Linked DNA regions of Mus musculus: regions 2, 3, 4 and 5 are each linked to region 1. The links are chromatin contacts, called in public ChIA-PET and HiChIP or PLAC-seq maps. All regions are on one chromosome and are shown on one strand. Each heading gives the region's core, a stretch centred on a gene start, on an enhancer-like site or on the middle of the called end of the contact. The rest is flanking DNA. Distances are from core to core; before and after follow the strand shown.

The links. ChIA-PET counts read pairs in DNA pulled down with a chosen protein or histone mark. HiChIP or PLAC-seq counts read pairs in DNA pulled down with a chosen protein or histone mark.
Region 2: a contact with region 1 is called in a BATF HiChIP or PLAC-seq map of CD8 T cells, with 6 read pairs. The contact joins two enhancer-like sites. A contact is called at or near these places in 4 of 115 datasets of contacts at active chromatin or transcription factors (CD8 T cells, acute myeloid leukemia, double positive thymocytes and 1 more).
Region 3: an H3K27ac HiChIP or PLAC-seq map of thymic regulatory T cells shows a contact between it and region 1, with 2.8 times the contacts expected there. The contact joins two enhancer-like sites. A contact is called at or near these places in 9 of 115 datasets of contacts at active chromatin or transcription factors (CD8 T cells, T-cell acute lymphoblastic leukemia, astrocytes and 6 more).
Region 4: a contact with region 1 is called in an H3K27ac HiChIP or PLAC-seq map of thymic regulatory T cells, with 6 times the contacts expected there. The contact joins two enhancer-like sites. A contact is called at or near these places in 5 of 484 Hi-C or Micro-C datasets (CD4 T cells, CD8 T cells, nephron progenitors and 1 more) and 6 of 115 datasets of contacts at active chromatin or transcription factors (T-cell acute lymphoblastic leukemia, double positive thymocytes, memory CD8 T cells and 3 more).
Region 5: a contact with region 1 is called in an RNA polymerase II ChIA-PET map of memory CD8 T cells, with 53 read pairs. The contact joins the promoter of Bcl11b here to the enhancer-like site in region 1. A contact is called at or near these places in 8 of 39 promoter capture datasets (the 3T3-L1 cell line, embryonic stem cells, hippocampal neurons and 3 more), 19 of 484 Hi-C or Micro-C datasets (CD4 T cells, CD8 T cells, Sertoli cells and 10 more) and 15 of 115 datasets of contacts at active chromatin or transcription factors (CD8 T cells, the SCID.adh cell line, SST interneurons and 10 more).

Annotation. Positions count from the first base shown.
Region 1 is chr12:107,555,073-107,560,996 of GRCm38.p6, reverse strand. No RefSeq gene overlaps it. Among named protein-coding and RNA genes, the nearest start is that of Gm33236, 92 kb to the left of the region's middle. Within about 2 kb of position 1,611, at least 25 of the 459 cell types and tissues checked have an H3K27ac peak or open chromatin away from gene starts, as enhancers often do. A contact at or near this core is called in CD8 T cells, Th1 cells, Th2 cells and 6 more, where this site is marked.
Region 2 is chr12:107,143,079-107,149,166 of GRCm38.p6, reverse strand. No RefSeq gene overlaps it. Among named protein-coding and RNA genes, the nearest start is that of Gm52008, 35 kb to the right of the region's middle. Within about 2 kb of position 2,301, at least 24 of the 459 cell types and tissues checked have an H3K27ac peak or open chromatin away from gene starts, as enhancers often do. A contact at or near this core is called in CD8 T cells, double positive thymocytes and thymic regulatory T cells, where this site is marked.
Region 3 is chr12:107,919,413-107,924,830 of GRCm38.p6, reverse strand. All of the region lies in intron 3 of Bcl11b (B cell leukemia/lymphoma 11B), which reads left to right. Among named protein-coding and RNA genes, the nearest start is that of Bcl11b, 81 kb to the left of the region's middle. Within about 2 kb of position 3,415, at least 43 of the 459 cell types and tissues checked have an H3K27ac peak or open chromatin away from gene starts, as enhancers often do. A contact at or near this core is called in CD8 T cells, double positive thymocytes, memory CD8 T cells and 1 more, where this site is marked.
Region 4 is chr12:107,120,303-107,125,688 of GRCm38.p6, reverse strand. No RefSeq gene overlaps it. Among named protein-coding and RNA genes, the nearest start is that of Gm52008, 12 kb to the right of the region's middle. Within about 2 kb of position 1,903, at least 34 of the 459 cell types and tissues checked have an H3K27ac peak or open chromatin away from gene starts, as enhancers often do. A contact at or near this core is called in CD8 T cells, double positive thymocytes, memory CD8 T cells and 3 more, where this site is marked.
Region 5 is chr12:108,000,706-108,006,946 of GRCm38.p6, reverse strand. Bcl11b (B cell leukemia/lymphoma 11B) reads left to right here and starts at 3,533. Exons shown (of 4, transcript NM_001079883.1): 1 at 3,533-3,861. The coding sequence starts at 3,804.

The DNA of each region.
Region 1 (5,924 bases), core at 362-2,861:
CACCAACATACAGATTTATTCAGCGTGTTGGTGTATCAAACATACAAAATAAATCAATGGCATTTGTGTGGTTTCGAAAAAGGTCTTCATCTTAGGTCAAATTCTTGATTGGTGCACACAGTTGACTGATCTGAAGGTGTGAGGTGACCAACAATTAAACTCGTTCTTTGCCACACTCCCTACAATGATCCCTGTGGTGAATCCTTGCATCCAATCCCTGGCTTTGACTCATTTAATCATTCAATAACTTGTTTCTTCAATGGCACGTTCATTGTATGTGGGTCCCCTGCCCCCAGTTGCCCATTGCACTCTGTCGTTCTCAGGGTGCAGAGGAGCCTGGGACCGGGGTCTGGGTGTCACTGGGTACAGCAGGAATAAATGACCTGGGAGACTATGATGGAGGACAGCTCCATTACTGAAATCGTGGAGCTAGTTTATAGAGCTCAAGTCCAGGGAGTGGTGTTGGGGATGAGGGTGGGGGTGGTGTTGGGGATGAGGGTGGGGGTGGTGTTGGGGATGAGGGTGGGGGTGGGGTTGGGGAAGGGAGGGATGGGAAGAAAAAGGACAAGGGAGGAAATGCACCTAATTTGCATATCCCCACCTGACTGAAGACAGGCAAATGTTAATGACATACCAATTCATATATCAAAGCTTGCAGGAGGAGGCAGGGACTTTCCAACAGTATCAGATTAACAGACTGCTGGTCACATGATTTCTGAGAAGCCAGTTCTCTGGCTGGAAAACCAGAAGCCTAACTGGCTCTACCATGAGGTGCCTTTTGCCCCTATAAGTTGAGTAGGCCCAAGCCTGATTTGGGTAGGGAGTGGCCCCCCTCCTGCTGTTCTCTCTGATACTTTGTCAGAGGTATGGGTGGTGTTCTACCATCCTTCACCTGACATAGAATCCCACAATTCTCTATCTGCTATGCTTATCAAGACTCTATGATGGCAGATTGTGTTAAATATATGGAAATAGAAATGTATAGAGGTTAAAAATACAAATGAAATAGAGGCTCAAGAGATGGCTCAGTGGTCATTGGCTAATCTTACAGAGGACTGACTGGGGTTTGATTCCCAGCACCTACATGGTGCCGTATGACTGTCTATGACTCCAGCTCTTCCTTTGGCCTCTGTAGACATCATCCAGGCACATGATACATGTATGTACATGCAAGCAAAACACTCAAACGTATAAAATTAAGTAAAATAAAACAAGTAAATCTTTGAAAACATCTAAAGCTAAACACAACTTCTCAGTGATGTTCTCTGTTTGTTCGGACCAAGTCAGCCTGTTTTTCAAATATGTGGGAAGATTCTCCGTAGAAACTTCTGGAAACCATTAAAGGGGTTTTTGTCTGCAGTGTTTGGTGTCTTGTCTTCCTTTTGATTGTTCAGATGCACCTTAGTTGGGTTCTCAGCCTCTTCGATGGTCTCTGTGCGTCATGACATGTGTATTTCCAGAAGAGAAAATGGTCTTGCTCAAGCACTGTGCATTTTGTCTGGGAATCCCAAGACAAAATGGGAAGGGAAAAAATCTTGAGTCTCCAGCACCTTGTGATGCAAGGCGGGGCATGAAGCATAAACAGGAAGTGACAAATTTGTCAGAGGCTTTCTCTCACCAGCACTGACATTTCCTTTTACACTCTGGAGCCTTCATTAAGACTCAGTACAGTGCCTCTCTATAGAAGATGTCACTGTCAAACCCAGTTAGAGATATGGAGGCCTCAGGTGAGAGAGTAGAGGGAAGAGGTAATGTAGGGATGGACAAGGCTGTACCCATCCAGGGGATGCACATACACAAGCGCTGGGGGTGTGGGGTGTGGGCATCATGGTTAACAGACTTTGATCATACAAGTGACAAAGTAAAAGGTAGCGTGTATTACTCAGGGTCGTCTTCTTCTTTCTTTCTTTCTTTCTTTCTTTCTTTCTTTCTTTCTTTCTTTCTTTCTTTCTTTCTTTCTTCCTCTCTCTCTCTCTCTCTCTCTCTCTCTCTCTCTCTCTCTCTCTCTTTTTCTTTCTTTCTTTTTTTGAGACAGGGTTTCTCTGTGTGGTCCTGGCTGTCCTGGAACTCACTCTGTAGACCAGGCTGGCCTTAAACTCAGAAATCTGCCTGCCTCTGACTCTGCTTCCCAAGTGTTGGGATTAAAGACGTGTGCCACCACTGCCCGGCTACTCAGGGTCTTCTAGAGGTACAGAGCCATAAAATGAATATGTGTTAAAAGATGGGGTATTCAACTGGTTTATACTATGGGGTTGGCATAGTCAAGTATCTGTCTCATACTGTAATGAACCTGGTAGCTTCTCCATCCATAGAGTTGCCACCAAAGACCTGAAGGATCCCTGGAAGGCCGGCCTTTTATTCCTGTAGAAAGCCCAGAAGAGGCTGGTTCTTCAGCCAAGGCAACAGCAGCAACAGGGTAGAGAAATTGGCTAGTGAGATTGAAGGTCAGGAGAGTCCTTTCATCTGGGCAGCAATCAGAGGGTGAATCTTCCCATGTCAGGTAAGGCCATCATAACTGTCCCCAAAGATAGGCCCACAGACCAACCTGAGGTAGATCATTCTTCACTGAGTGGACAGTCCCACCTAACATCACGGTAGTAGGATGATCTCTACTTGTTCTGCCTAAAGTGGAATGCAAGCTAACTGGATGCTGTGTGCTACACAGAGTTCACTAGGGAGAGCGGGGGCGGGAGGTGGAAACTGAATGGGGAGAAAGCAGAGGAAGAAAGAGCTCCAATCACCCCGGTCATCAGAGTGGAAGGTTGCCGCAGTGTAGGCATATAGCTTCAGCGTGCTTTACATTGTTCGTATATATAGCAGATCTGCAGGCCAAGGTACAAGGCAGTCAGCGGGAAGCCAAAACAACCAGGGCCCAGCAAGTCTGCAAGGCTTCCTGGGGGCCTGGATATCTTGTAGATGCTGGGAGACCAGTGCGTGTTATATTAAAATGTCATTAGAAGCAGCTTCCCGATGCCAGGTGCATAGTAGGTTCTCAACTCGTGTCCAACAAACAAGCCTATTCGAGGGAAGTCATCTCTGAATTTTTCTGCTTAGATTGTTTATTAACACAAAGAACAGAGCCCCAGTCAAGGCCAACAATGTGTCTGTTATGTGCCCATGTCTGCTTTAGCCCATTCAAACAATAATTATCAGGATGGCTAACAACGGATGATTTATTATAAATATCAGCTCTGCTGCTTGTTAATTCAGAAGCAAAACATTCGCCCATTTCCATCCCAAAGGGAGGAGTCTAGTTAGTGTGTTCCCTATATTATAACTACAAAATTAAATTAAATGAACTGAGCGAATTGCATAAATAAAGTAATTTAATTCATGGGATGAAGAATAATACTGAATACATCTATAGTTGGGTAAATAAGCCAATTAAATATTTCCTCTTTAGACAGAACAAGCCAATAGTGCCGCCACAACAAAAGGAAATAAAAGAATAAAGGAGAAAGATTTTACATTAATTAAGTGTGGCCCATGTGGGCCCCAGGCCCACCCTGGCTCCTGGCTTTTTTGCCATCTTGAGAGATCCTGGCATTAGCTGTAGGTATGTTTATTTCTTGTCTCAAAGGTATTTTCTTTAAATAATAGATTGAAAGACATGGGTCCAAGAGGCTGAAAGTGGTCTGTTTTCATTCCTGCAGAAAATTATCTAGGAAAAGACAAACTGAGGACAGTATTAGTACATAGCGGCGGTGGACATTCAAGATTTGGGCTCAAGCCGAGCTAGGCTTAACCGCTTGCTGATGCTCATGGCTGGGAAAGTGGGGACCGTAGGAAGACAGTCTTATTTCTGGAATGGGTCAGCTGTGACTCCATCCTGGGACTGGGTGAGGCCCAGGAGGGGAAGCCCTGACAACAGCAGAGGTGGTGGCCCGCATGCTGCCATGGGTGGTTTGATGCACCAGATGATACGTTCTTTACCCTGCACTTTCCTGATCCCCTGCCTGATAGAATCAGGAATCGAGGATGTGGAGATAGATAGATAGATAGATAGATAGATAGATAGATAGATAGTAGATAGATGATAGATGATGGATAGATAGATGATAGATAGATGATAGATGGATGGATGGATGGATAGATGGATAGATAGATAGATGGTAGATAGATAGATAGATAGATAGATAGATAGATGATAGATAGATAGATGATAGATAGATAGATAGATAGATAGATAGATAGATAGATAGATAGATGATAGATGATAGATGATAGATAGAAAGATAGATAGATAAATAATAGATAGATGATAGATAGATAGATAGATAGATAGATAGATAGATGGTAGATAGATGATAGATGATGGATAGATAGATGATAGATAGATAGATAGATAGATAGATAGATGATGGATAGATAGATGATAGATAGATGATAGATAGATGGATGGATGGATAGATGGATAGATAGATAGATGGTAGATAGATAGATAGATAGATGATAGATAGATGATAGATAGATGATAGATGATGGATAGATAGATAGATAGATAGATAGATAGATAGATGATAGATGATGGATAGATAGATGATAGATAGATAGATAGATAGATAGATAGATGATAGATAGATAGATAGATAGATAGATAGATGATGGATAGATAGATGATAGGTAGATGATAGATGGATGGATGGATAGATGGGTAGATAGATAGATGGTAGATAGATAGATAGATAGATGATAGATAGATAGATAGATAGATAGATAGATGATGGATAGATAGATGGTAGATAGATAAATAGATAGATAGATAGATTGATTGATGATAGATTGATAGATAGATGATGGATAGATAGATAGATGATGGATAGATAGATGATAGATGGATGGATAGATAGATATATAGATGATAGATAGATAGATAGATAGATAGATAGATAGATAGATAGATGATGGATGGATGGATGGATAGATAGATAGATAGATAGATAGATAGATAGATAGATAGATAGATGATGGATGGATGGATGGATGGATGGATAGATAGATAGATAGATAGATAGATAGATAGATAGATAGATTGAACCTCTAGGACTCTATGGTCCAGTGAGTGAATCAAGAGGGTGTCCACACAGGTAACAGAATGTAGGTTAGATCAGACTACCCTGGTACAAGGGGTCAGAGTTGAGTCAGACACCCCATTAGTTTCTTGACCTTGAGAACTCCCCGACAACCTTTGTGGGGCAGAGAGCACAATCTTATGCTGTTTTAACTCAGCTAAGCCTGGCCTCTGTCTTTTCCTGCAGTTGATTCTAAGCCTGCACACAGCAAAGGGAGAAAAAGTTGGGGGTTTAGGAGGCTGTGCAGGCTGATCCAGAGCTCAGCATCAACCAAGAGGGAGAAAGAGAGATGCTGCTGCCAGAGAACCCTGGAATAACATCTGAGGCCTGGGCCAGGCCATCCCGGGTAGAAGAGATGTCTCCTCTCTGCCATCCCGGGTAGAAGAGATGTCTCCTCTCTGAGCCTACTTCCACATCTGTGAAATGAGGTGGGGAATATCTTTCTTCAGCTCTGAAGGTACATGGGGGTGCTTCTCTGCTGTGGACCAAGCTCTGTTTTGACCGAGTCAATTCATCAAACCTATGTGGGGTACTCGTCGACATGAACAGTGGCAGGTGCTGAAGTGACTGCCAGGCTTCTGAGAGGTGGAGACGGTTGTTCAGGAACATAGATGCTTTGTGAATGATCTGACCGCTGCCAAAATGTATTTTATGAAGTCCCAGAACAGAGGTCAGGAGGAAATCAAGGACTTGCCCTGGAGGTGGATGTCACCTGCAGTGACATTCTGGTGGGTCTGAGAGCCAACCTGAGTTATCCAGGACATGAGCATGGGTGCCATCTAGGATGTAGTCCGGAGCTGGTGTCTAGTACAAGCTGGGCTTGAGGCAGGGACTCAGAGGGAGGCTTGACCA
Region 2 (6,088 bases), core at 1,052-3,551, 410 kb after region 1:
CTCTCTGCCTCACGCCTGCTTGAGAGCTTAAGGGCCCAGAAAGACTGTCCCCTACTGGACTCAGGGCTGCCGGTGTCACTGCCCACATAACAAAAGTACTCTTGGCTCATGGGGTCTGTGATGAAGAACACTCTCACACAGCTCACCAAAGGCTCCATGACAGGTGAACCCTGGACAGCCAGCTTCTACATCTGGGCAACTCTGGAAAACAACGTACCCAGGGGGTTGGTGTGACTTCCACAAAGGAATAGTTTCTGCAAACCAGGTCGTGCCCATCAAATGCCCCAGAAGACTGGGAATGCGCTCGTTTATCATACGTGAGTGTGCACTTGACAATGGCCATTTGTGCCTTCCCTGTGTTATGTAATTATCACCACAGCCAACTGAACAGCTCTCACCCTCAGGCCCCTGCGCTTCTCAGGTGGCCACTGACAGAGTTCGGCCCCCAGACAGTTTAACCACACTGGGGCCACCTGGTACTTGAAGTACCTCAAGGGCCTTCATAAAACTGCTGGGTGACCACAAAAGCAACCACCAGTTCCTCTGGCGCCAGGCCCAGCAGTAAGCGCCCTCCCTGAGGTGGGGTGGGGAGGCTGAGGAGGGGAGAGGAAGATGATATAGCACTTTGCAGCTTTGTCCCTACCAGTCGGGGGATAAGGGCCTCCAGGCAAGTTGTCACTTCTTTATAGAAACCTGCTCGGGTCAACCCGTGGAAAGTCCCACCAGGAGAAGAGTGCTGGAGTTCTGTTCACGCTCTATGAATTCACTAAAAGTAATTTGTGCCTGTCAGGCACTCAGAAATCACATATAGGATGTTAGAAGGCCAGTGACTCGCAAGGAAAGAGAATGTCCTCACAGACAAAAGTCCCCATCTCTGACCCTTCCTGGGCAGCCTGAAAGGGACAAAGTCCATCCTAAAAGCTAGGCTTGTGTGAGGTCTTTTTAGAAGGGTCTTGACCTTTGCAGGGCTTGGACATTTAGGACCAACCATGAGCCTATGTTGACAATTTTTGTCTCTTATCTAAGTCTTAGGTCACCCCAGATCTGACTGTCCACCTCAGTGCTCTCTACCACCCATCCATCTGTTTATTGGAAACCCATAAAGCTCTGATAAGTAGCCTAATCACAACCTGACCCCAGGTTTGAGCCCCAAAACCATCAGACTATGAGGTTAGGGTGGCTGCCCTTCCTTCCCACCTATCTTGCTTCAATGTACACACAAAGCTTGGAATATACATTCAAGCTAACCCTCAGGTATACAGCAGCAGTTGCCCAAAAGGCCACACTGAAAAGCCCGAACTGGAAGAAGGGGGGACTCTGAAAAATCACTGACCCTCGATAACAGTAAGAAAGGCATAACTCCTTGTGTGTGTGTGTCTCAAGGCGAGAAAGGAGACTCTGGTGCCATATGGTCTCAAAAGGACACTCGACCATCAAACAATCAAGAGCTAGGAAGTAAAAAATGGAAAGCCATAGAGCAGATGATAGCTGCGGGGCTCCACACACCTCACACAGAGTGCTCTGCCTTCCTCAGATAATGTGGTACCCATGCTTCCTCATAGGAGAACAGCATCGGGCAGACGAAACTGACTGTTTGCATCTATGAAGAACTAAGAGTTAAAGACAAAGTTTCCATGTGATAGCACCCTTGAAGAAAGAAGAGAGAGAACCAGAGCTCGGGGCTTCCCATGCCCAGGTCATTGGTACCATGACTCTGACTACAGCTCCTGGACACAGAGAAAGAGGTAGGAGAGAGGTATGAGAAGGACCCAGGGCTTTACAGTCAAGGCAGGGCTTGAGACATTCTCGGAAGGATGGGGACAGGCGAGCTACTGTACACAGCAAACGAGATGAAAGGCAAGAAGATTCCAGGAATGAACACACAGAGCTTCTGAAATGCCCCGGCGTGAGGGCCCACAGTGGGGCTCAGAGGAGCGGGGGATGAAATGGTCCCTGAATGAAGCCCTTCCTCTGTGATCCAGAAACCTCTGCTGGCCTTCACCCTGCCGGTTTCACGGGAGGTGTTTTCCCATTACATCACAACTTACAAGTCAGATTCAGCCTAACGCCTTGGTTATTTATCTGAAGGGAGGACATTTCAGAGAACCTCGTATTGCTTAATCAATCAGACTGAGTGAAGGACAGACAGACAGCACATTTCTACCATGCCGTGTTTCTGATACACACCACTTTAACAGCGTTGTCTGTGGTTTCAGTTTGGCTCACCTTACCTCCCTCCTGGTGATGGAGGAGATGAGGGCTGGATGGGGAAATGTAAAAAGAAATAGTCCAACTGCAAGTGCGTTTACTGAGCACTTCCTGTGTGCTCAAAAAAATGCACTCAACACATAACCCAAAGAAACAAGGCTTTGGGCCCAGAGCCTAGCTTCTGGCATTCCAACCACATGGGTATCTGTTCTTCTCCAGCTGAGGGGATGTCTCTGGCAAGTCACTGGGACACTCTGAGCCTCAGTTTCTCTCATCTTTGAGAGGAGGGATGATCACACACACCCTGCCCTCTCTTCACAGCCTGCAAATGGGAGGTAAACACAGGAAATAAGCTTTGGGGGTGGGGTCTCCTTAGGTGGCGAGAGGGAGCTGGGCACCCTGCCCTTCTGCAGATCCAAATTCCTTCTCTTCCTATGCACCTGATGGATTAAAAACATCTGACTAGTTGTTAATAACATTACAATTATTGCTACCATTTGAGACAGCATCTCATGTGTTTCAGGCTGGTTTTGAACTCCCTGTGTGGCTAAGCTTCTGCTCACCAAGTGCTGGTTTACAATTTTGCGCCTCTATATCTGCTTTATGCCTAAGGTACTGGTGGCTGGACCAGAAGGTTTACACATAGTAGGTACATTATACATAGTGGGTGCATAGTCTACCAACAGAGCTACCTCTCTAGCCCTGAACTCCTTTTTATCTGAGTGAGGAAGCCACCAGCCACTCCTCAAAACAGAGCGAGCTTTATCCCATGTGAACGAATCCACGACTCTGTAAGAGAAACCTCAAGGCCACATGGCCTTTGGCATTCAGAAGGCTTCCCGTTTAGAATGTAAGCAGTTGCATGCATTAGTATTATTTAACACCCCCAGTGGGACCTGGGGCCATGCCTTGCAATCAGGCACAGTGATATTTCTACAGAAAATGTATGAACATGTGCATGAAGTGAAATAAACACGGGCTATAAATAGCCCGGTGTCAGTCTGGGTCAATTTTTGCTGCCTAGTAAGTTCAGGTCAGGCTAGTTGTGACAGCCAAATAAGTTATCGACTGTGGACTTTCTAAAAGCCTGGGCCTTCAGGATTGCAGCGAGGTGATAGAGGACATCCATGACAGATGAGAGTCTATTGCCCTCCAGTCTCGGGGTTAAGGGCACCCAGGTGATGCGTCACCAAGGCCACAAGCTGCAGATACTCCTCCTCCTTGCATTAGACGGGAAACTGAGCCCTGGACAGGAATCTGTAGGTATTGACGAGCAGGTCAATGCCTTCTGTGTAACTTCAAGGCTCAGGTTCTGATCCTCGGTATCCGACTGATGCCTGTGGCTATCTACTGGGAACTGGAAGAGTTAGTCTGAGAAGTAGAGTGTGAGTCATTGGGTCAAAGGAAACAGCTCACTCTGGATCCTAACACCCACTTCCTTCTAACCAGGAGGAGGGGACAGTCTCAACATATGGGATGTCAGAAAACAATAATACATAGTCACACCGACATCTCTTTAGCTGGGTGTCAGGGGATTGGGAGTGGGCTTGATCCACCTGGTACTCTTGTCAGAGCTTTGCTTCTGCTGGACTTGTCCCTGGACTGACTCCATCAGCATCCCTGACTCCATAGTCAGACGTAGGACTTGTCTCCAGACTGGCTCCATCAGCATCCCTGACTCCATAGTCAGATTTATCTTCTCATGGGGTCAACTGAACATGTTACTCTTTTGCAGAAAACCCACTAGGGCTTTTGCTGAGGACCTGGACACACAGACCACTGCTGCCAGGCAGGGTCAGTGTGCTGCATAGCCCTTCAGGTCAACTAAACCTAGAGATGTCGCTGTGCAGGCTCATGTTCAAAGCTCAGTTTCACCACAACCTCGGTCTCCATGGTAACTCTCCTTCTCCTTGTTTCAAACTAAAGTTTGTCTGAAATTGAAAACTTTTGCCTGATCGTCTACCCTAAAGAATATTTGTTGATGCTTCCAAGACAAAAACAAAACTGCATGTCCTTTCCTTGGTTGGAATATTCCACCTCTCTCTTCTTGGAGAGTTCTTAGTGTCCCTCTGATTCTGCCATCTAGCTGGCCCACTTTTCTTCAAGAGAGCAAATTGGACCCATTTCATCCAGAATTACAGTTGTCTGCAGTGTGGTTTGTAGAGGTTTGACAGGTTTGTGCTGAGTGAATGGGTGTCATAGAATCAGGGTCTACAGCCACACCACTTCAGTTCTAGAAAAGGCTGCTGTGCAGTTAGCCATTTTCAAAATCTCTCAGCCTGGGCAGCTCTTAGATGAAAGCTAGAGTGTTGGGGTGTTTCCTAACAACTGGCACAGGTGACAAATGGGGAAGGAGCCACACCACTGCTTCTTTTGTCTCTGAATCATTTAAGCTCCCCCACCCAATCAGATTCTTAGAGTAGTGCTTCTCACATTATAGTCAGGAGTCTGGAAATGTGGAGCTGTGTCCACCAGGCTTCAATCCCACCCCTGAAGGCCAGGGGTTTCCAAGGCTGGGATCCATTGCCCTCGGATCAATCTGAGTCTGTAAGCAGCTTTTCAGGGCTGTTGTCTGATTCTGAGTGACAAATGATGGTTTCCTTGATTTGATCTTGGTGGTTGAGTTTCCAGGAGGTGAAGATCCACAACTCTATGGCAGAAACTGCTTCCCATGGGATGGACAGACTCTCTGTCACTTGCCAGATAAGTAGCAAAGGTGGCAGCATACAGTTCTGCATTAGATTACAAGGATAGGACTCTTCTCTTCTATCTGATGGGCACTCAGCAGGTATGCGAGGCTCACCATCCAGGGAAAGCTATGGGACAGGAGATCCTACTGACAAAGGACTTCCCTAGGGATTCTACACCATCCCTGTAAACACAGTCCTGCCCCAGTTAACATGGTCCATAGCCAATGTCATAACAAGGAGGCCTGAATCTAATTACGATGATACTCTAGATTTGAATGTACCCCCCCCATGAACCCCATATGAACATAGATACTTCTGCTTGTTTGGGGACTTAGAAACCTTTACCAGCCTTGGCTGGACACTGCAACCCTGCCATGCTGGCTTTGTGGGTCCATATAGAGCATCTCTGTGTTTGAAGTAGGAGGTGTGTCTGTCTGCCTCATTATTAAATGGGAGTTCCTAGCCCATGCTCATATGACTGCCATGGAATTAGACCTGACACTTCCTTTATTTGCTTATTTGCCTTCTTTGATATATTTGTGTGCGTGTACATTATATGTAGAATGTGTGTGCAAGTGTGGTATGTATATGATGTATGATGCGATATGTGAACATAATATTCATGCGTCTGAGAGGTGTGTATTCAGTATGTCTATGATATGTATATGTGTATGGCATGTGTATATTATATTGATATGTGGCTGTGTGTTTATGTGATATATGTGTATGTGTGGTTGTGGCATGTTATAGAATCTGTATGTGTGCATGTGATTTGTGTGCATGAGAGAAGTATACATATTTTTGGTGTGTAGGTATGTTTATTAAGTGTGTATGCATTTATGTGTGTGTGATGTATATATGATACATGTGTGAGTAGTATGTATGCCTTTGAGTGTGCGGTATGTATATATGGTATATGTGAGTATATACTATACTGATATGTGCAAGTACATGTGCCATAGCACATGTGCATACCATGACACATATGTGGAGGTCAGGGGACAACTTTTAGGAGTCGCTTCTTGTTCTGGTGCAGGATTTCTCTGACTTATACCGCTTCATCACATGGTCCAAGTTATCCAGCCCATGAGCTTTTCATGCATCCCCTTTCTCCACACCATCTTGCTGTTGGAGTCCTGGGGTTACAAATACACACCATTATATCCAGACTTGCAAACGTGGTTCCCTCG
Region 3 (5,418 bases), core at 2,166-4,665, 360 kb before region 1:
GAAACCACGTGGTCACCTATGTGGCACAGGTCCCACACAAGGAAAGAGAATAATATTTTCTCAAAATTATATCTGCTTCACCATTTCCTACACTTGAACCTGACTACTTGGCTTCTCTGATTGTCCGGCTCTCTGGTGTTGACAGGGGCAGGTGGGAAGATTATGCATTGCCTGGTCCGAGCCCCTTTTAGGGCCAGTGAGAGTCAACACTTCTTTTGTGACAGGGGTCGCCAGCTGTGAGTAACGACGCGAAGTGAGCCAGATCGGGCCCGGTCTGAATGTGAATCCCAGGTTTTCCAGTCAGCAGGCTGTGGGGATTGTGGGCCCTACTCACCTGTGATGAGATTTGATTTCCTTTTTCCTAAGAAGTCTGAAAAGACTCCTCCTCGCGTGTGGTTCAGATATAAAAAGACCAAGGTCAGAGAATGGTGATCCAGCCTGGTGTCCATCATTAAAAGGGCCTGACAGCATGTGGAAGCTCAGGCAGGGAGGAAACAGGGATTCCATGAAACCTGGTGGTGGCACTTTCTGTGACACATACCATGGGGAAACACACAGAACATGTTGGCAGGGTGTATGTTTTCTGTGTCTCCCGAGTCACCTGCTGTGCACTCAGGAAGTAGAAGATAGGGGACCCCATCTTGGGCAATTTACCACAACAAACAACCCAGGAAGGCCTCCCCCTTCCTAATGAGAAGTCCATGCTTTCTTGCTGTCCAGCAACTTGACTGCAGTGTCAAGTCTGAAGGGAACAGAAGTGTCTGCTTGCAAAAGCTAAGGAAACGCCCCAGACTAGATTGAACTGCAGGACCACAGGACAGAGACGTTAAAGCATACCCATGATTCTCACTGCCATGGGGCCTGCAGTCCTAGTACTTGACAAGATAAGCTTGGAATCCAGCCACAAGATGGAGTCTGAACAGTCAGTCTGGCCTGCAATACGTCTAATCTCTTCTGTAGATGGTCAGGGTGAGCAGTTATGGGTGTGTAGGACAGAAGTCGGTGTAATGCAGACTCTAATCCTTAATGCGGCTAAGCCCTTGGATCTTCAGTCAGGACTCTAAATTTTCCCTCAGCACCGTTCATACAACTGTCTCTCTCTCTCTCTGTGTGTGTGTGTATGTGTGTGTGTGTGTGTGTGTGTGTGAGAGAGAGAGAGAGAGAGAGAGAGAGAGAGAGAGAGAGAGTATGCATGTGTGTGTGTTCGTGTGCATGTGCGTGCGCTAAATCATTAAGAGGTGACCTGTAGCCCCTGGACTGTGAGCTGCCGGAGGAGCATGAAGCATGTAGGGTACCCAGGCAGTGAGATAAAGGCCCACGGTGACAGGAAGAACACATTTGTTCAGTCCTTTCTGTCCCGGTTCCCACTGTTTGAGCTCCCGTGTGTGGGTCCCACGGATGGCAGAGGGGCCCAGGCTCCCTGTATTTGCTCAGGGTTCTCTGAAGCACAGAGCAGAGAGGATTCCGCAGTTTGCAGGGAGAGTCAATGGATAGATCTGTCTGTAAGACTGAGGCCAGCTGAGCCTGTCACTAAGTGTCAATAGCCCTACATAGCCTCCCCACAGCCACCGTCAGAGCCACCACTCTATCACTCCCTTCTGCGGGTCGGCACGGAGTCAGTTACCACAGTTCTAGCCTAAAGCAACTCATCTTGACTTTTTGTTCCTGCTGAGATGGAAGGTCAAATACCAAGACACACGTGCCTCACCCCTATCCTAGGCCCTTGAACTTCAGGCACTTCTCTCCTGAGCAACTTTTCTCCTTACAGTGCACCACATAGACACCGCCACTTGCCAGCCGGGGAACGTCAGGCAGATCTCCTCATCTCTTCCAGTCCTCAGTTTCTTCATCTGTAAAATGGAACTGATGGCAGTTGCAGTTTCTGAGCTGTGGGCGCGATGCACGAAGCCTGTAGTGTCCTTAGCTCATTGCTGCCCATGGTAGAGATTTCTTACCGTCTGTCGCTACCTCTGCTCTACTTTCTGCCTCCCAGAGCTGAGGTCCGAGTGATGACTTGGGTACCAGCAGGATGCTTATGGATTTGTAGATGGCTATAAGTGCTCAAGGAGCCCCGGTTGACATTTTCTCTGTGACATTGTGAAAGATGTTTTTAGTTTTTGTTTTTGTTTTTGTTTTTATTTTATTTTATTTTATTTTTTGAGTGCTGGAAGATATGGGGATTGGCAAGTACTCTATCACTGGGACGCTGAAATACACCTCCAGCCGGAGGGGGGGCAGTTTAATTTAATTTAATTTTTAGATTCATTTGTATTTTATTCTGTGTGTATGGGTGTTTTGCCTGCTTGTGTGTTTGTGTGGCATGTGCATACCACGCCTACAGAACCCAGAAGAAAGCATCAGATCTGCTAGATCTGAACTTACAGACAGATAGCTGTGACCTGCTGCGCGGATGCTGGGAACGGAACCAGCGTCCTATGAAAGAGCAATCAATGCTCTTCACCGCTGAGCCACCTCTCCAGCCCCATGGGGAGGGGGACAGTTTTTAAGTGAACATGAGATGTACTTGTCACCTGAATAATGGTTGTACTGGTTGTCATCATGAAACTGTGGAGAGAGCACTCTTAGCAGTTATAGGGGGTGTGCGTCTCAGGGGTTGGGGTGGGGTTTAAGTGATGAAGCAAGACAAGACCAGCCTTCTGTTTGGGTTCGGGGTGAGGAGGATCACTGTGAGACACCCAGGGGTACCAATTACTGTCCCAGGTTCAGCCACCTCACTGCCATGTGGTCCCTTCACTAGGTCTCCCAAGCAGCATATGTCACCAATATGCTTTTTGGCTCTGTAAAATGACTCCCGTATTCCACCCTAGAGTGAATGCCTGCCACAGGGTAGACATAATGGGAGACTGTCCAGGGACAATCAGTGGCCTTCCATGAGAGGGCACTGTCAACATGGAACCATTGACAATGTGACACACGCAGGGAGGCCTGGGAAGGTGGTGATGGCACGGTGATTCTCTAAACTGCTGTCCCCGTGGTCTAGCATGATCATGTGATCATGATCCTCACTTGGCTTCCCTCAGAGGTGTTAGTGAACAAGGGTGACATGAGCTGAGGTAGCGATAATGCTGAGTGAGCCGTGCAGTGCTTTGTGGTTTACTGAGGAGCCCGGGCGGCCCAGACCAGTTCCCCTGCTTGATCAGAGGTGTCCTTTAACATTTGCTGCTTTTGAGTCAAGCTACATTACTCTTCTTCCAGGCCTTAAACCAAAAGGCATCCCTGAAACACTCAGAGCCACATACAAGGATGGGTAACAAACCCGCAGTATATAACACCTACTGCCACATTTATACAGCAGTGAGCGGTGGATAGAGGGAGGACCTCACAGTCCCCAGGCCAAGTAGGAAGCAAGGCTCAGAGAGGTGACATCTCATGTTTGGCTACACCCTTTAGAGATCAAGTTCCAAGTGTTCAGTGATGCTCCTATGGGGGGTGGGGAGTCTTGTCAGAAGAGATCTGGGGTAGGAGTCTGCGTTTGAAACTCCTCAGACAACATACTGAAAGAACAAAGAAGGCTCAGTGTGTGTTCTAAAGATCTATGAAAGTAAGGAGGGAGGAAGCAAGAAAAGACACCGCAGGGCCCTCTCTGGGTTCTGAGCTGCCCCGTGTGATTTAGTGAGACAAACGCAACTGACATTTCTAGGTCTGTAGGCCAGGATTGGTGCTTCTGAAGTCATTTGGACCCAGCAGTTAGCATCATTAGCTGCAGCCGCTACAGCAGTGTAAGGCTAGTGGACCCTGTCCCAGCCATTAGCAAAGCAGCCACCGCCCACTGCAGGGCACGCACTGGGCCACCTGCGTGCAGGTATCTCTCTGAGTTCGATGCAGCAAGGACGGGTTTGGGATGAGCTAAGCAAGCCCTGAGTCTGACGCAACCTGCTGTCTAAGGCTCTTCTTGTCTAAAAGCAAGCCATCTGTGCCTGTGCTGTGTCTATAAAATACTTATTCAGTTCCTGAATAGAAAGACGTTCCAAGTGGCTCGCCAGAGACTCTCTGACGTTGTTTAGTTCTTAAAAGTGAGCAGCCCCATACTCAGGGCTATTTGTAGGCGAGAGAGAGCCATGAGGTCGTCACATGTAAACGAACATTTTATTTTAAAAAAGAAGGGGGTGGCTGGAAAGAGAGTTGTCAAGGGAGGGCCTTCAAGGGCTGGGGGATTTATTTTTTCTTTCTGTCAGGTACTGGGGGAGGCTGCTGCCTATAGTGAGTGAAGCCTAGAGTTCTGTAGAGGGACACTTAGGGGCTCTGATGAAGATAGCTCTCACCCCAGGGTGACAAGTGGCCCTGAAATCTGACCGGACAAGTAGTCAGCCCCCTTTCTCCTCACAGTTTAACTATGGAGGTGACATCTGGGTTCTAGAGCATGCAGGTCAGAATATGTGTGCCCTTCTCTCTGCTTTTCTAAAACATGGAATCGGTTATGGCTACCTAGTTACATAGTCTGCTTTGGACTTCGGTATTTGTTGGATAGAACAGTCTAGAAAAACATGTGGCCACCAGATAAAGAGACAGGAAGTACTTCAGAGCAACTCAAGGAAATGGAGATGCTGAGAAGAGATGGGCCCCAACTTAAGAACACCCCAGATCTCAGCAACCATCCTCTGTAAATCCATTACTTAGAATGGCTGGGGCCCAGAGAAGGGTACAGAAACACCTTTAATTTGATATGTGACCTCCTAGGACATGGTACTTCATTTGTGTTGATAGCTCCAATGTGTCTGAAAGGGACTTGTATTTACCTTCTTAAGAAACACATACACACACACACACACACACACACACACACACACACACACACACACACGATGTGAGGAAGAGTCTGAACCTGTCTTCTGGCCAGCATTAGCTAATAAGCTGAGTATGGAGCAGTCAGGGCTTTGGAGAGGCACGGCTCCTGTTAGCCTAACAGTCTAGTCACAAGCATCGTGGCTACCCAGACCTTGTGAAACCAGGCTAGAACAGAAGATTCTCGCTAGAGGTCATGTTGCCCAACACAGACCCACCCAGACAGGCTGGGACAGCTGGCGAGAGCAGTAGCCTCTGTTCTCCCAGACTGTTTCTGTTTGTTGTCGTTTTGTTTAGTTCTGCTGGAGGGTCTGGTGTGGAGGACTGTACCAAGGGCCTCATATGCTAGGCAAGCCCTGTATCCTGAGCTCTCTGGTGGCAGTTTAAAGGATGGAGTAAGGCCTGGAGAGACGGCTTTCTGTAAAGGAATGCTGTGCAGGTTCGAGAACCCGAGTTCCAACCCTAGGATGCACATAAGAAACAAGGAATGGTGTCATTTACTCCTATTCTTAGGATGCGGGATGTGGGAGAGGACCTCCAGGACACACTGGCCAGCCGGTCCAGCCTAGTCTGTGGGCTCCAGGTCCCAGTGAGAGACCCTGTCTCAAAAAAGGG
Region 4 (5,386 bases), core at 654-3,153, 440 kb after region 1:
AAAATCCACAAGACCACATATGAAGAAAACCTGAGGGGAAGAGAGCTAGAGAGACCCAGAGCAGGAGAGAAGCAAAGATGAGAGCAGAGACCCAAGGAGGGGGAGAGAGACATGCCCAGCCCTGAGTACAGAAATGGACAGCAGAGGCCAGGCCCAGAGCCTCAGGCCACTCTTCTTCAGCATGCCTGGCGCCCGCCCACAGGGAGTCCCTATTACATCATCTCCTCGCCCTTTGGAAGCTGAGTGCCACCTTATTTACTTGGATCTCCTGGTCAGCCCTGAGCCCTTTGTGAGCGGCGACGTCCCTGAGTGCTCCCCTAGAGACCCTGGCGTCCCCTGTAGCACCAGGTCAGGGACAGCCAATTACCACAGAAAAAGGTCTTGGTGGCTCCTGCTAATTGCTGTGGCCTCAGCAGGTCTTAATTCTCTCTTCCCTCCTCCCCAGCCCCAGTTCCCAGGGGCCCTATACTTCTCTGAGCACACAGATGCAAACTCTGGAAAGATTAAACTTCCACTGCCTCTCTGCCCAGGGCCTGCAAGTCATCACAAAACATCTAGAGAAGTGAAGACCCCACCCCTACCCCCGAGTGCCCAGTCCTCCAGGATCTTCCGTGTATGCCCACCCCCCCCCAAAACCTCCGCAGGTTGTCTTCCCTGAAAGGCTCCTGCTCCTCTCTGACACTGGGCCCCAGTCTCCCAGGAGCTCCTAGCTGGCTGAGGACATCACAAATCACAGTTGCATGGACCAGAACTGGAGCCAGAGCCACTCTATTTGTCAAACTGCTGTGACTGCCACAGCCCGAAGCTACTGAAGGGACACGGCTCTGAACTGGGCCTGTGGTTTTGATCTGTGGCCCCCTGTCTCTTTCACAGAACCCTAAAGCTGGCTGTATTTTATAGATCAGAACAGTGCATTATAACTACACTGTGCCATGCTACCCGTGGGGTCAAGGTAACACCTAGGGACAGAATGTGCTTCTACGGGCACAGCAGTGATCATGTCTGTTCTCACGGTGAGGGGAATGTGAGCTCCAGCTAGAGACTTCAAGGAGTTTTAACAATTCAGGTCAGGTTTTACCCACAGAGAAATGTTAAGACGCTTTGAAACCCATTTGACTCTGAGATCACAGGCCAGTCACCAGCCATGCGGCATGAGAACGGCTCTCTTTGCTCCGACGGTAGAGATGGTAACCCAGGGGTGAATGGAACTTCTGCTTGTAAGCCAGCTCTTCAGAAGTGGAAGGGGTGTGCAAAGCTGAGATAGTTCTTGTTCCCAGCAGTGCACGGCGGACCCCTCTGCTGGGCTGGCTGACTTACTTCACGCGTCGGCTTCGTGGGTGGGTCACACGGCCTCGGTCTGCACCTGTCACTCTGACCTCCTTTCATGGAAGGCATCTGGGATGGAATCAAAGCATTACCTCAGGGGCTGAGGTACAGACAGTGTCTGGTAATGTAGCCTGAGGCTGTAATGACCTGAAAGAGCCAATAGAAGTGTCCATTGTGTTAGAGCTATATTAAGTAAGTAGGGCTATATACTCTAGACACTCAATAACTGCTCACTTAAATCGCTGAAGCCTGGCCCCAGCCAGGTCCATCCACCATCATTCTGTGCACATTAAGGATGTGGAGGATGGAGTGCCCTGGAGACAACAGGTTTGGGCTTTCCCCAGGACATAAACTCAGAACACCTCTCCAAGATTCTGGAAGACATTTTCGCCTGCTCCAGGCAGTTCCCAGGGCAGACAGAGTGTCTTCACACTGCGACCTCTGACCTTGGAACAGGTGTCCAACTCTACCCTTGCGGCAAGACAGTTGACTTGTCAAGGCTTAAGAAGACTGTCACCCCTCTCCTCTGGCAGGGTTTCGGCTTCCTTCGCTCTTCACCGTGTGAAGATCAGAGGTGTGGCTCCCACCCCCCCACCCATGTGACAGAGGCAAGAGCAGAAAACAGGCTGGTTGTCACCAAGGAAGGCCAGAGGCTGCGATTATGTGTGGAGGTTCAATGTTTGCCCGTTCAGGGCAGGCAGGCAGGAAGATAGTTGTGAGGCTTTGGGGAGCCAACCGCCTGTGACTGACTCTAGCAGCTAGAATTAAAAATAAAAGGAAACAAAACAAACAAAAAATAAAAACAAAAACAAAATAAAACAAAAAACCTAACAACAACCAACCAGGCTTCCAGTGCAGCGTGGACTCTGGTAATCGGCAAGACAGGCTAGTTTGAATTGCCTCAGTTACCCAGTCTATGAAATAGGCTGCTGATGCACCCTTCACATGCCTGCTGGGTCATAGGATCTGGAGTGTGGGCAAGACTCTAACACAAAGCCCCAGAGCTAATGAGTTTCCAGTTCTCAAGATCGCGACTTGGCAGACACGGTCCCATTTGAGCCCTTGCTGGCTTGCAGTGTCTGTCCCCTTACCTCTGCTGATTAGCAGGCTCACTCAGACATTAGGTATGCTTACACGAGTTGCTCAGGACCACAGAGATCTCCAGTGGTCAGACTCTGGTAGAAATTCAGTTTTCTCAGACTATGAGCAAAATCACCTTAAAGAAGGCTGGGGAGCTAGCTGAAAGTTGGCAACGTGCTTGCTTTGCAATCATGAGGACCTGTGTTCAATTCCCAGAAACATAATAATAATAATAATAATAATAATAATAATAATAATAATAATAATAATAATAAATAATGTTGACAAGAACTTTGGTGTGGGGTGTGGATTTGTAATGCCAACAGGTAGATATTTTGGGCTCTCTGGTCAGACAGCCTAGCCTGCTTGATGAGTTCCAGGTCAATGAGAGATCCCATTTCAAAAGAAAGGTGGTACCTGAGAAATGTCCTCTGGCCGGCCTGCAAGTCTCCTTGTATAAGTGTATGTGTATGTCCATGAGCACATGTGTATGTGCATAAATGCATGCACATATATGTTTACACACACACACACACATGGGGAGAGAGGGGGAGAGGGAAGGGGGGAGAGGGGAGGGAGAGAGAGAGAGAGAGAGAGAGAGAGAGAGAGAGAGAGAGAGAGACTCTGTATAGTTAACAACAAAGACGATAGCTGATCATTAGTTTAACATAAGGAAACAATGTTTCTTATCAGGGTCCTGCTTTGAAGAGATAGTTACTATAAGAATATAATAACTGTTCCTGCTGGGGAGAGGCTCTCAGTTCTCTGCCCTGGTCAAGAAGTAAGTGTTGGGTTACTTTTCCCTCAGGAAGCAGCCTTTCATGCAGATTTCATGGCCCAAAGAACAAGGATGAATTGGCCCCCGAAACACATCAAGTTCTCTCCCTGGCTCTAGGCCTGAAGGGAGAAGGATGAAACTTTGAAGCACAGTGAACGGGAGCTGTGTCTTTAAAAGTGAGCCTGTCCTTGCCTTCTCTGGGCAGAGCACAGCAGCTGGGCTGCCCCCCAGGCCCAGGCCTCCTGTTTTGCACAGCCTCTGAAGCCAGCTTGGCTGCTGCCCTGGGAGTCTCCCGGCCACAGGTGAGGTTCCATGGCCCTAGCAATGCCCAGGGGGCCAATCAGGCTGGGCCTGCATGAGGTAAGAATGAGAGTCGCCCCGTGTGCTCTGGGCTCTTTCAGAAATCTCAGCAGATCAATGTCACTGTGGCTTTTAATTACCCCTCCTAGACTTCATCATTATTTCATGGCCTCTAATACACCCAGCAGGCTGCCCTTGGCATACAGATAAACAGCCACCCAGCATGGCCTGCCCCCTGAGGTGGTACCCACTGCAGTTGCCCAGCCCAAGGGACAGTAGCCTGACAGGGATCTGGCCTTGCTCAGTATAGATAAAGCCAGTGCTTGGTGAGAGTTCTTCTGTGACTCTCACTTTACCAAGAACCTACTGTGTGCCAGATGTTGAGCAGAGACTGGAGACACTGTAGTGACCCCCATATGATTTCCAGAGGCTACCCTCTAAAGTCACTGTCACCCACTGCCTGTGCACCCTGTCTTTCCTTAGGAGAGTAAGCTAAACCCAGGATGATTTTGCCCTCTGGGGACACTTGACAGTGCCTGGAGACACATTCCCCTTGTCACAACTGAAGGAGAGTCACTACTGGCTTCTAGTGGGTGGAGCCCAGGGCTGCTCAACATCCTTCAGGGCATAGGCTGGCCATGTCTAAAAGATGACCAGACAAGATGTCACCAGGGCCATGGATAAGCAGCTCCAGAGATGACAGATGCTTGGCCTGGCCTGGCCAAGCCATAATACCAGAACAGTGGGGTCCCACCAGACAGCTCTTGGTCATCTCTCTCTCTCTCTCTCTCTCTCTCTCTCTCTCTCTCTCTCTCTCTCTCTCTCTCTCTCTCGCTCTCTCGCTCTCTCTCGCTCTCTCTCACTCTCTCTCGCTCTCGCTCTATCTCTCTCTCGCTCTCGCTCTCACTCTCTCTCAACAGTTGTTCAGGAACTAATTTGTGCCAACGACTCTTCAAGAACCCTTCCGTACCATCCACAGTCATGTCTGTGACCAGCCTTCAAGGGAAATGAATCTTTCCCAGTCTTTTAATTTTCTTGGGTTCATAGACTCTCTTTGGCTGGAGGAGAATCTAAACTAGCTCTGTTTTCTGTTTTGAATGAGTGAGCTTATTAGGCGCGTGGCAAGCAAAAGAGCAAAAGAAAAAGCACGTATAACTCGTAGCAGAGAGAGGGAGAAGCAGCAGGCAGACCAGCAAACCGCCGCCATCAAATCAGGTGCTCACTGCGCACGCGCAGTGGGAACTCCTGAGCAAGGTGATGCGGACAGCCTGGGTTCCGCATTGAGCTTTCTCTCCACGGACAAGCTTCCAGGTTCTCGCTCCCACTGCAGACATTCTGGAGAAGCAACAACGGTGTCTGCTATAAAGTTTTCAATTTTAGTTGTTTTGCTGTTCTCTCTACGGGGGTGGGGGTGGGGGGGAGTGGGTTGGTATTTTCAGAGCCAGCTTCTCTGTGAACTCAAACAGTGCATGAACATTTACTGATGTAAGGTATATTACAATAGACATGACATGTTTTTAACTAAGACAGTCTGGCATCAAACCTTGTGCCCTCTCCTGCTCGGAAGAGGCCACTCACGCGTACTGAACCCACTTTGTTGGCGGCTGCACCAGCGAAGTCTGATTTGAACTTTATCCTTGATTTGAACTTTGCTCTTATTTTCTGGATTATAGAAGAAGACTTTCGTGGTTTTCCCATAATAAGGCATTTGAAACTAGATGGGAAAATTACCCTTTCTTGTGCTTCCTATTTTTTTTAAAAAGGAGGGATTTTTCTTTATGTGAAAGATATGGTCTGACCTTGACACCACTGGCAGACCTCTGGGTCTCTCTGAACTCTTTTAAGTGTCCAGGACTGACTCTGGGCATCTGAATTCCAGGCATCTCTTACCAAATGATGGTG
Region 5 (6,241 bases), core at 2,284-4,783, 440 kb before region 1:
GTCTGTGTCAAGAGTAGAGCACACAGTAGGCCAAACGCAGGTACAGGAGAAATGATGCTAAGGTTCTATGCAAGGGCTTCAGGCCCACGTTTGAACCTTCACTCTTTTGGGTAGCCACCTGCACACCCCCACCCCTCTGTGTGTGTGTGTGTGTGTGTGTGTGTGTGTGAATGAACTTTATTCTAAACAATGCTTCGTCGTAGGTGGGTAGATCTGTGTAAGGATTTTTTTGGATATACCTGCCTGACCCAAGGTCCTGAGCAAACGCTACTGATTTCCAGCCCAGTATGACAGAGCGCAGAGAGAGCCAGAGCTGATACCCTGGAGCCCGAGGCCTAAGTCAGGCGGGTCGAGCAAGAGGTCAAGGTCGGCAGAGAGGCAGCTATTGATCTGGTTGGGAACCGGAGACACGGAGCGCCGCAAGACTAAAGGGGGAGCTGTGAGACCAGACATTAACAGCTTTCAGCGCAAATGAAGCCGTGCCAGACGGGCAGAGGGAAAAGGAGGAGACTGGAGTGGCAGCTGGGATCGCTTGCTGCCTGCGCCCGGGCGCCTCTTGGGAGAGGAGGAGGCACAGGCAGGGCAGGGCGGCCTCTTGCTGGCGGCCGCGAGGTGGAGCGCGCGGCGGCGACAGCGACAGCTCGGGCCCTGCACCAGCCTTCAGCGCGCGCGCCTTCCCACCGTCGGGGTAGCGCGTGGTCCGGGGAGGACCTGCTGGGGTCAGTCCGGACTGCGGCCGCTGCTTCCCGCTGCCCTGTCCCCGGTCCCCCCGTGCTCTAGCAGGCAGCTGACTCCTGGACCCCTAAGCTCCCTGTTTTCCGAAAGAGCCCCTCTTCCTCCTCCCTCGACCCGGGCCCCTGGCTCGCTCCCCCGTACTCGTAGCCATCTCCCCCAGAAGGTGAGGGCCGTGTTTGAATTTCGCGCCCATGGTGGCAGGCTGCCTTGGGCAGGGCGCAGCGTCTTAAGTCCAGACTTGCCCCTGATGTGCTGTGTGTTTTTGGGCAAAGTCGTATCCTTCTCTGGCCTTCCTTCCCATCTGCGAGTCTAAGAGACAGAAGGCTAGTTGATCTTTCAAATTGATGCGGGGGTGTGCGGATAAGGGCAGTTTATGGATTTCTTGGGAAGTTTATTAAAGGGTGGGTGTGGGTTATATTATTTTCCTACTTCGGCCACTTTCCTAGAATTCTTTTTTCCAGTGAGACGGGATGGGTTGAGAGGAGACGCTTCCAGACTTTGGACCACGTGGAGGGGTGCCCATGTGTGTGTGGTAGTGGGCGGCTACACGCGGCCTGCGGAAGGAGGTGCAAGCCCTCCCCCAACCAGCATCATCTCAGCCTCGCCTCGGTCGGTAGACCCTGCAGTCCATAAGCGCTGGAAACTGCAAGCCGGGGCACATCGTACAGTGATTGTTTTGGGTGAAGTGGGAAGGGAAGAGAGATCCTTCTTTCCTTGCTCCTAGCACTACGCCTCTTCCTTGGTGCCATGGCCCCACCCATGGCTTTCAGGATGAACAAAAAGCCCAGGTGCCCCCTGAGGAGCAGGCCCCGGGAGAGGCGGCTCGCCTGGAGGCCTTGCAGCCTCGCCAATCCCTGGGCTGAAGCCGGGGCGCCGGGCCTGGGGCGGAGTGAGGGTGGTGCAGCCAGGCTCACCACAAAACTCAGCCCCAGCCAGGCCCCGACCCGCCCTGGCCGCCGGGGAAGGGAGAGGGGTCCAGCCTACTGGCGCGCCCAGCGCGGGAGGCCAGGTTATCCAGTAGACCCAGCTGGTCTCCAGGAGGAGAGCGCCGGGAGGGGGCGGTGCATTCGGGACTGCAGCCTGGCCTTGTCCCCGGGCCACGGGCAGGCCCCCACAACTCCCCTTGTCCTGGCCGGCTGGAGATCAAACGGTTGAAAAGGCGGCTCTGTCCTTCCTGGTCGGACAAGCAATTTCAAGTCCGATCCCGGGCGATGGAGGAGGGGGACGACTTCCAGGTTGCAGAGATTTCACGGAGGGAATTGGGGGGGGGGTCGCCGCTACGAGGCACCCTCCTTTCCCAGCGCTGACCACGCCCACTTCTGGGTCTGTGAGTCCCAGACTTCTCCCACGTGGAGTGCCCCCCAACCCGTCCCTCTAGCGCGTGCTTCCCAAGGAGACTAGGGTGTGGGGGCGGGGCAGTGCTTGACCCCTAGGAGTTAATGGGGCCCAGAAGGGCGAAGAACCCTTCTGGAATGGGATTCAAACAAAATGTGCCCCCCCCCACTGTGCCCCTCAGTATCATTAATTTTGTTGTTTGAGACGACCAACCCCCAACGGTTTATATGGAGACACTTTTTTGGAAGTTTCTACAAAATGCTCCCCTCTCCAAATAAGTAAAACCAACTGTAACTACTTTTCTAGAGAGTGAAGGAAAACAATTTTATCTGTCGCCTCAGTCTCCCCCAGCCCGTGGTTTCCAGCCCTCTTTCTCGAGTGGGTGGGTTTGGACTTGCTTGGACTCAGTGTACCTCAGTTACTCACACAGCACTCCGCCCCCTTTCTCAGGGAGTCCGGCTCCCGGGGGAGGAAGAGTGAGTGGGGACAAGATTTTATTTTATTTATCCCCCCCCACCCTCTTTTGCGCTACCGGTGCTCGGTGATAAGACCAGCTTACAAAAACAGTAGTTTGCACGTGTGGCCGGCCGGCCTGGGTTGCGGGTGTGCGCACTGGCGAGTGTGTGTGAGTGCGCGCGCGCGTGTCTCGGTGTGTGCTTTCTTGTTCTCTTACAGGGTACAATGTTAAAAAGCCACCGCTAGTCGCCCCCAGTGCTCCGACTCTCTGGGTCTTTTTGTCTCTAGAGCAGATTAAACGTCACGTCCGCACTTGAACTTGAATTTTATCCCATTGTACAGAGGCAGCCCCAGCCACAGAGAGACCGAGAGCTCCCGGAGAACCCGGACTCCGCCATCTTCACGTTGCAATCTATAGCTCCCGTCCACGCCCGCACCGACCCGGGCGCACTGGGCGAGCCGCCCCGCAGCCCCGCTCCCCCTGGGCCCGCGGCGCCGGGCAGCGCTGGGGAGCGCACGCGGGGACCCGCAGCCCCTCCGGCCGGCGCCAGCCTGCCAGGTGACCCGGGAAGGAGCCGCTCCCGGAGTCCCCCAGAGCCTCGGAGGGGTCAGCCTCCGAGAAAGAAAAAAAGCAGGCAGCGCGCAGAAAACCCAGAAAGAGCCGAACCAAGGCAGCTTTTCATTGCTTTTGGGTTTTTGAGGGGGCGGGGTGAGGGGGTACGAGACAAGTCCCCAAGTTTTCTTTGCCTTTTTTTTTTTTTTGGCTTTTTTGAAATTTGTTTGCATTTTTTCCTCCCCCCTCCCCTTGGGTGGAAGTGCGCGTTCCACCTACCAGACCCCGAAAGAAAAGTGTCAGAGGCCGGTGCAAAACCCGGCGTAACTTCAAGAAGACATTTACAAGTCTAAGAGGCCAAGCACTTTGAAGAAGTGTGAGAGATATTTTTCCTCCAAAAGAATATATTTTTAAAGAAACCGGCCAGCCAGCGGCGAGCAACAGCAGTTTTATAATTTATTTTAGCCTTTTCTCTATTTTAGAGCAAGCCATCTTCCTGGCTTTTTCTTCTTTCTTTTTGCAAAAACAAAAACAAAAACACAGCCCAGAAGAAAGAGCAAAATAAAGACGAAGAAGAAGAAGAGGAGGAGGAAGAGGAAGAGAGGAAGGGCAGAGGCACCAACCCGGGCGGAGGAGGAGGCGCGGCGGCGGCGGCGGCTCAGACCCCCTCCCCGGCCCGCATCTGTGCAGCTTTCCGGGCGATGCCAGAATAGATGCCGGGGCAATGTCCCGCCGCAAACAGGGCAACCCGCAGCACTTGTCCCAGAGGGAACTCATCACGCGTAAGTGTCTGCCGCACGCGCGAAGGGCCGGCGGCTGGGGCTCCGGGCGCCCGGGGCTGGGGACACCAACCCGGGAGCAGCGGCCGAGCGTGGGGTTCTGGGAAAGTTTCTCTGCAGCCGGGGGCAGCCGCCGCGGGCTCCGGGCCGGGGAGGGGGCGCGCGGGCTTGCAGGCGGCTGTGCGCGCCGAGCCCGGCCGGACGCTCGGCCCTCCAAGCGGCGTGTGTGGCGGCGGCGGCGCTGGTGGCGGGGTTTGGAGAGGAGGGGGAGGGGGCCGAGGAGTGGAGGGGGAGGGGGAGCCGGGAAAAGTTGGCGAGCGCGTGGGTCCGCGCTCGGAGGAGCGGGCGGACGGAGCCCCGAGAGCGCCCTGGACCCAGGGACCCGCAGGGGAAAGGGATGGCCGCGGGCTTCGGGTTCCCGGTCGCTGCGCCCCGCCAGGCTGGGCGCCGACCGCGCCGCTGCTAGGATTCCGAAGCCGCCGTCCCCTCCCCTCCTCTCGCTATTTGCAAAAGAATCCAGCTGCGCAGCTGTTTGCTGTGCTGGAGCACCCCCTCCTCATTTCCCCACCTCCGTCTCCTGGGACGGTCTTGTCTTCTTTCCCCCCCCAACTCAAAAAAAAAAAAAAGGTGTGGGGGGGAGGTTTTGGGTTGGTGAAAAAAAAATCCCCGCCACGAGTTAACAAAAAAGTCATGAGTGGGGAAAAAAAAGGGATGCTCTTATAACAGTAAAAATGAAGAGAAAGAAAAAGGAAGGGGAGAAAATACCTATCATCCTCTTATCCATCTTTCTATCTCTGTATCTTTCATCTTCCCATCTAAATAAACAAGGCAGGTCGCGGTGCAAATCCGCCGGATTTCAAGCAAGTGGAGGGGCTTGCAAAGTCAGGCAGCAGGGCAGACTCTCAGCAGCTTCCACCGCCCCAGCTGGGTTCATTTAGAAAAGAAAACGCCAGCGCGAGCCGCGCAGGTACACAGTTCTCCCAGAGCCAGCCGGGTACCCGCGCTGCCACCGGCGAGGTCGGCTTGCAGAGCTCTGGGAAGCCCCGGCCGCAGCCTGCGCGAGTCTCTCCCCCGCGGGTTTTTTTTTTTTTTTTGGTCGCGGTTGCTTTTTATTTATTAAATTTTTTATTGCAATAGAAATAAAATTTCCTCTGGGTGCCATCGAGACCTCAGGCAGGTTGTAATCTTGCAATCCTTCGCTCACCTCGCTGCGTTGGGGCCGGGCTCCCGGCTCTGGAGCTGGAGAAGCCTGTGAATGACGGCCGCCGCTGAGGACTGGCTGCCCTGCAGTCGAGAGCCGAATATTTATGTTATATTTTAAAGAATTTAAATAAATAAATAAATATATAAAGGGGCTCTCCCCTCCCCTCCAACCCAGCACAGGAGCCATCTGCTCGAAGCTATTGCTGTTCCCTCTCTCCTTTGTTACCGCAGACACCTTAGTAAGAATTTGTGCGTTTATTATTATTATTATTATTGTCGTTGTTGTTGTTATTATCTTGTGGGGCATATATATTAAAGTGAGGTTCTTAGGAAAGGGATGTCTCTTAAGGGGAGGAGAGAAGGGGAGTCTTATTTATTTTTTTTCAGTGTTGTAATGTCAAAGGAGACTTGCTGGTTGCATTTAAAACAAAATGTTTTGCAACCAGATTTGAGCCTGGTCTCATCAAGGTCCTTTTGACCACTTGACTTTTATTTTCTTGCTTTAGTACGCCGCAGCCACGGGTTATTTTACAGTCCCTCCCTACCTTTAGGTGAAGTGGTTGTTAAAAACCTCCACACTTCCAGACCCTAATTTGTCCGGGAGGCAGTTGGCCGCCACCCCCATCCCCTGTATAATTACCAGAATTGTATTTGAGGAGGGGAGAGAGTCGGTGGGAAGGGGGAGAAACTGGTAGCCCCCAACTCTGGAGCATTTGCCGTATTAGGGGAAAAGCAGATAGATTTGCTGTCCCTCTCTGGGCATCCCTGGGACATCCTGAACAAGCCCTGAGCAGAGGGACTGGTGGCAGCTGGGTCTGGGGGGGGGGGGTTCAGGGGTGCTTCGTGTGACATCCTTCCATGCATTGGTTCTCTGTCTCACCCTTTCTCAGAGCATCTGGGAAAAGCCAGCTGACCTGCAGGAGAGGCAGAGAAGGCAGAGAAGTGCTGGGGAGAAAAGAGGCAGTGGAGGCCAGGCTGCTGAGCAAGTCTACCTGCCTTCTGGGGACCCTGGGGACCCTGGGAGCCTGGGCATTGTTTCAGGGGGGTAAGCAAGGAGAGTGGTCCGTATGGTGTTCAGAAAAACAGCCTAGAAGGGATAAGACAGGGATGCAGGAGATACAGTGTGGCCTGGGGAATGTGACTAGCTATGAAGCAGGGGATACAGGAGGCCTGGTTGCAA